2 separate regions of the Mus musculus genome follow, and region 2 is linked to region 1. The links are chromatin contacts, called in public promoter capture Hi-C maps. All regions are on one chromosome and are shown on one strand. Each heading gives the region's core, a stretch centred on a gene start, on an enhancer-like site or on the middle of the called end of the contact. The rest is flanking DNA. Distances are from core to core; before and after follow the strand shown.

Evidence for each region. Promoter capture Hi-C pulls out the DNA fragments that hold promoters and counts their contacts.
Region 2: a contact with region 1 is called in a promoter capture Hi-C map of liver, with 8 times the contacts expected there. The contact joins the promoter of Cyp2a12 here to the promoter of Cyp2b10 in region 1. A contact is called at or near these places in 2 of 39 promoter capture datasets (hippocampal neurons and liver).

The regions. Positions count from the first base shown.
Region 1 is chr7:25,896,227-25,898,926 of GRCm38.p6, reverse strand. It overlaps Cyp2b10 (cytochrome P450, family 2, subfamily b, polypeptide 10), which reads right to left and starts at 1,269. Exons shown (of 9, transcript NM_009999.4): 1 at 1,072-1,269. The coding sequence starts at 1,242.
Region 2 is chr7:27,027,714-27,030,413 of GRCm38.p6, reverse strand. It overlaps Cyp2a12 (cytochrome P450, family 2, subfamily a, polypeptide 12), which reads right to left and starts at 1,324. Exons shown (of 9, transcript NM_133657.1): 1 at 1,132-1,324; 2 at 690-852. The coding sequence starts at 1,308.

The DNA of each region.
Region 1 (2,700 bases), core at 20-2,519:
TGAATTGTCAATGGATTTCTTAAAATAAATCAGGTAGGATGTTGGCTTGACCTTTCCTCACACATGGGAGGCATGTGTTTAAAACATGTGTGGCAGTGTGTGGCGACACACTTATCATTCCAGAGGCTAAGGTAGGAGAATCATGAGTTGGGAACCAACCTAAAAAATAAAAACAGGAGCCGGGCGTGGTGGCCCATGCCTTTAATCCCAGCACTCGGGAGGCAGAGGCAGGTGGATTTCTGAGTTCGAGGCCAGCCTGGTCTACAGAGTGAGTTCCAGGATAGCCAGGGCTATACAGAGAAACCCTGTCTTGAAAAACCAAAAAAATAAAAAATAAAAAAAAAATAAAAACAGGGACAGACCCCATCTCAAAAAATAAGTTAATATAACTGGATTTGCCACTAGTGCTGGGAAGGGGAGGGATCTTTTAAAAGCCAGGTGGTAACAAATACAAGGTTCAAAAGTGTGATCTCCACAGCTACGGCGAAGAACAGAGGGATGGGACTTATAGTCACTACCTCAGCTCTCTCATGAAAGGCAGGATCACGGATGCTGATTACAGATGCTGTAAGCAAGTGGTAATTAAACATGAAACACTGTGTGTGAAGCACCAATATAGACACTGATAGGTCAGTGCCAAGCCAGGGGCTGGAATAAACTGATAACACTCCTACCCACCCCTCCTCCTGTTCTGCCTCTCTTCCCCTTTGTCCTAGAACACCTCAGGCTAATCTCTTGCTGGCAGAAGCAAGCCTTCATGTTGATGCCTCTGATATTTTTCTTTCTCTTCTGGAACAGACAAGCTCCAAGGAGTGAAATTCTGCACGCTCACACCTCAACGCCTCTACGCCTCTCGAAGCCCAAGCACAAGTGCCCCCACACAACTCCAACGTAGCAAGATTTGCCTGTCTATCTGAGTACCATCCACCACAAATCAGCATCTCACCCTCCCCTCAGCAACCTTCCCACCTGAACCTACACCGTGGAAGGAGTCTCTTGCTCTTCCTGATGAGTGACCTCCGAAAACAAAAGCAGGGGGAAACCCACACTAAGACCTCATATTGTTCTCACCTGAATAAAAGACTTGAGGAGGCCTCCTCTGTCCATCTGCAAGAGGTTCCCCAAGAGGGGCAGGGGACGGGGTCCTGGTGGGAAGTTGCCACGGGACTTTGGGTGTCCCCTGGCTAAGAGTAACAAGAAGCCCACAAGGAGAGCAAGGAGGAGCAGGACACTGGGCTCCATGGTCCTGGTCTAACCAATGTTGACTTCACTCCACGCTCCAGCAGGATCTTTTATGCTGGCCCCGCCTCTCCACTCAGTTATGCAACTTCAGCTGTTCCCGCCTCCTGTCTCTCATTGTCCAGAGCGTGAGGAGCCATAGCAACTCCCTGCTTTGGCTGCTCACTCCTCATTCCCTTACCCTCACTGTAGATGTTGGCAAGGACACCATGAAACAGATACATAGGACAAAAGGGCACTGGGAGTGATGCTTCTTGTTTTATGGAGGTGGGTGTGCCCTTGTCAGCTCAGTTTTGTCTGTTCACTTACTGGGACAAGAGACTGCGGGTGTGCTGTACGCTTTTAATACCTGAAAGGTCATTTCTGAGATGAATGTACGGATGTGTATTTCTGTGTCTGAGTCTAGATGTGCTACCTAATCTATTCTTACATGTCTGGGGTGTATTTACATGTCTAATCTTAAATTATGGAGGCCTCTCTGTATGTTCTTTATGTCCTGGGTAAACGTGATTACATTTGGCTTGACAAGAGTAGTGTCCCATGATCTTTTGTTTGTCTCTGCCTGTTCATTCCCTGATCCAGGTTTTTTTAAGGTCTGCAGATATAATTTCTCCAGAGCCCCCATTTCACTCTCTGGCCCATGATAGCCATAGATGGGAGAAAAGGGAGGAGAAAAAAGGAGAGGCAAGAGAGTAGTGAGGCTCAGAAGTCAGGTGGACAGAGGCGAAACCTGGCAGAGCAGATGGAGCTCCTGGGTTTCTGGACTGGCTAGCTTTTGTGTCAACATGACACATGCTGTAGTCATTTGAGATGAGGGAACTTCAATTGAGAGAATATATCCATAAAATCACACTGAAGGCAAGCCTTTAGAGTGTTTTCTTAATCAGCGATTGGATGTTGGAGGGCCTAAGTCACCGTGGGAAATTTCATCCCTGGACTGGTGATCCTGGGTTCTATAAGAAACCAGGCTGAGCAAGCCATGATGAGTAAGCAGCATCCCTCCATGGCCTCTGCATTGCCTCCAGCTTCCTGCCTTGTGTTCCTGCCCCGACTTCCTTGGATGATAAACTATAAATTGCAAGCAAAATATATCCTTTCCTCCCCAAGTTGCCTGTAGAAGTTTTATCACAGAAATAGAGACCCTAACTCAGATTGTCTCTGACCACTGTGTCTAAGGACAAATGGTTCCACTCATCCTCCTTGTTGTTTTCACAGCACAGGAAGTTCTCTGACCTTCCCTCTTGCTAAAAGGAAATAAAAAGCTAAGAGGGAAATAGAAAGTTCTTAATTAGCCCACCAGTACAGGGGTAACATTGATCCGCTCAGAACATGTTCTATTTCGAATGCAAAAATCTGTCTCAGAAGTTCATGTTTCAACACTATACCTAACTGATATTATTTGGGGAGGTGGCAGGACACTTAGGGCTAAAGCTTGCAAGAAAGAAGTAGGTTGCTGGAGGT
Region 2 (2,700 bases), core at 75-2,574, 1.1 Mb before region 1:
TGAAATGGCTAAATCAACCAATATTTAGCATTTTCTGAAAACAGCAAATCCCCACTAAAGCAAGGACTGCCTACATAAAAACATACCCGGTTGTTGAGGTTTTGTCTTTTACTGTTTATTGTATTGTGCTAGTCTCTAAGATTTGAAGTCTGCACTTAGCCTGAGGGACTCTGCCCTAGTCAATTTTGATTGATAAATAAAGATGCCAGCAGCCAATAGTTAGGGGAAGCGACATAGGCAGGGTTTAGGTTTACTGGGCTAGAGACCTTGAAAGGAGAATGGGACTGAGGAGCCTTGGTGGAAGCCATGGAAGAAGAAGAAGCAGAAAGGAGGAAGCACTTAGAATTCTTGGGACTCCTCAGAGGTTATATAAATGCTAGGGCCCCAAGAGGAGGGTTTTGGTTGTTGGTTGGTTGCTGTTGGTTGTGGTTTGTTAAATAGTCTGTGCGAAGAAACAACAGCAAGAAGAAATTAGATATCCTGACTGTGAAGATTAAACTTGCCCTAAGGAACTCATCACTCCTAATCAGCAGGAAGTAGTCTAACAATTTTGTTCCCATTTGCCTCTCTTTTTGTCTCCTATCTAGTGTTAGGAGGTTAAAAGGCAAAGAGGGTGAAGGGTGGACGAAAGAAGAACCCACAAAGTAGCAAAAGTCTGTCTACAATCCCAGATTTCAGATCCTCCTTACCATAGCCTTTGAAGAGTGTATTAAAGGTGGCCTGTTCGCCTCGTCCACTGAACTCCTCAGCGTGGTCCACCAAAGCCTCTTTGACTGCATCGTATCCATAAAGCACCACAACCCGGCGAGGCCCAAGGTGGATGGTGAACACAGGGCCATAGTGCTCTTGGAGCTGATGTGGGGGAAATGGGGGCTGTTAGAGGACTTATTCACTTAACTGGACCAGTACACAGAAGTCAGATTATGTGATATTTTACAAACAAATTCTTGAAAAACAAACAAATAAGCAAGCAAACAACAAACCAAAGACTTGAAATAGCTCCACAGCCTTCTAAACCCCACTAATAAGAGACTTTGGATTATTTTGTGAATTTTCTGACACAAAACGTCTGAAATCACACAGACTCTTGTCTGTGTCCCATGTCCCATCCATCCCTTCATCCAATGATACCTGTGTGATGGAGCTGTATACATCTTTTCTATTCAGTTGCAGGTAATTTCCAATGAAAGGCAAAGGAATGGGTCCTGGGGGCAACTTCCCCCTGATTTTCTGCTGCCAGACAGACACCAAGACCATCACACTCAGGAAGGCCAGAATGGCTAGGAGGAGCAGCCCTGAGCCCAGCATGGTGGCCAATGAGGATTGACAGACTGATAGCCAAGGCTGAGATACTACCTTTATACTCCCAGGGACAGAAGGGGCAAAAGATGGCCTTTGCTCCTATTTACCTAGTTGAGTCTTTTAGATTCCAATCCTATCTCCTAACATGGACTCTGTCTGTGTTGCAACACCCACAACATGGGCAAAGAGGAAGTCCTCTGGGTGTTAGGATTAATTTGAAATACTTAAAGCCTTGCTGGGTTGTCGTGCTCCATGGATATGATGGAGTCAAAGAGGCTCATTGCCTCCCTCCCGGTCACCCCTTCCCACAATCTCCCTCCCTCCCTCTCTCCCTCCCTCCCTTCTTTCTCTCTCTTCCAGACAGAGTTTCTCTGTGTAGCTCTGGCTATCCTAGAACTCACTCTGTAGACCAGGTTGGCCTTGAACTCACAGCGATCCCTCTGCCTCTGTCTGCTGAGCACTGGGATTAAAGGCATGCGCCACCACTGATGGGTGCACAGAGTTCTAAAAGGAGCCTCAACTTCAGGTTAGGGTGAGCAAACTTTCCTGCCTATGTATGGCTTGGAAAAGGGTAGAAAACCACAGGTATACTTTATCAGATCTTTTCACAGACTAGAGGAGAATAACTCAGAACGTTAGTGAAGGACTTATAGAAGTTTTGTGAAATAACAGCTTGAACTACCAATATTGGGAAGCCCAGTTGTCAGAAGGCTTCTAATTGGCAAAGACTCCTACTGAGTTCCCATTAAGACCCTTATGGTAGCTCACTGTGATGCAGGTGACTTCTGTAATTAGTATCCATGTTTCCCACAGGACACAGGGCCAGCATGGAGCACATTGGTGAAAGACCTTTGGGTCAAGCTCCCGAATCCCACTCTGTGGGCATCCTGTGTCTTAATTGCCATACAAGCTGTGCACAGTGGGTGCGTGTGGAGTGACAGTTCCCTTTGAAGGTGCAGAAGATGGTTTAAAGCAGCATTTCTTGGTTTTTCAGGGCCTGTTCTTAGTAGGCAGAGGGAAGATTTATGACAGAAATTTAGGTCAACTCCAGTGTGGAAAGCATAGGCTGACCCTGGAATACTGAAGATATAAGGAGAGGAGGAATAAATAACCATGCTGATCTTATTTTACTAAATTTCTTAAAAAAAATCAACATTTCTGTGTGTGGTGTCACACACCTTTAATCCCAGCATTCAGGAGGCAGAGGCAGGTTGATCTCTTAGTTCAAGGCCAGTCTGGTCTACAAAGCAAGTCTAGGATAGCCAGCGCTTGTTCCAAAGAGAAATCCTGTCTCAAAACCCAAACCGAAATATCCAACATCTATTTATTTATTTATTTATTTATTTATTTATTTATTTATTTATGTGTGTGTACATTACATGTGCATGTGCCATTGTG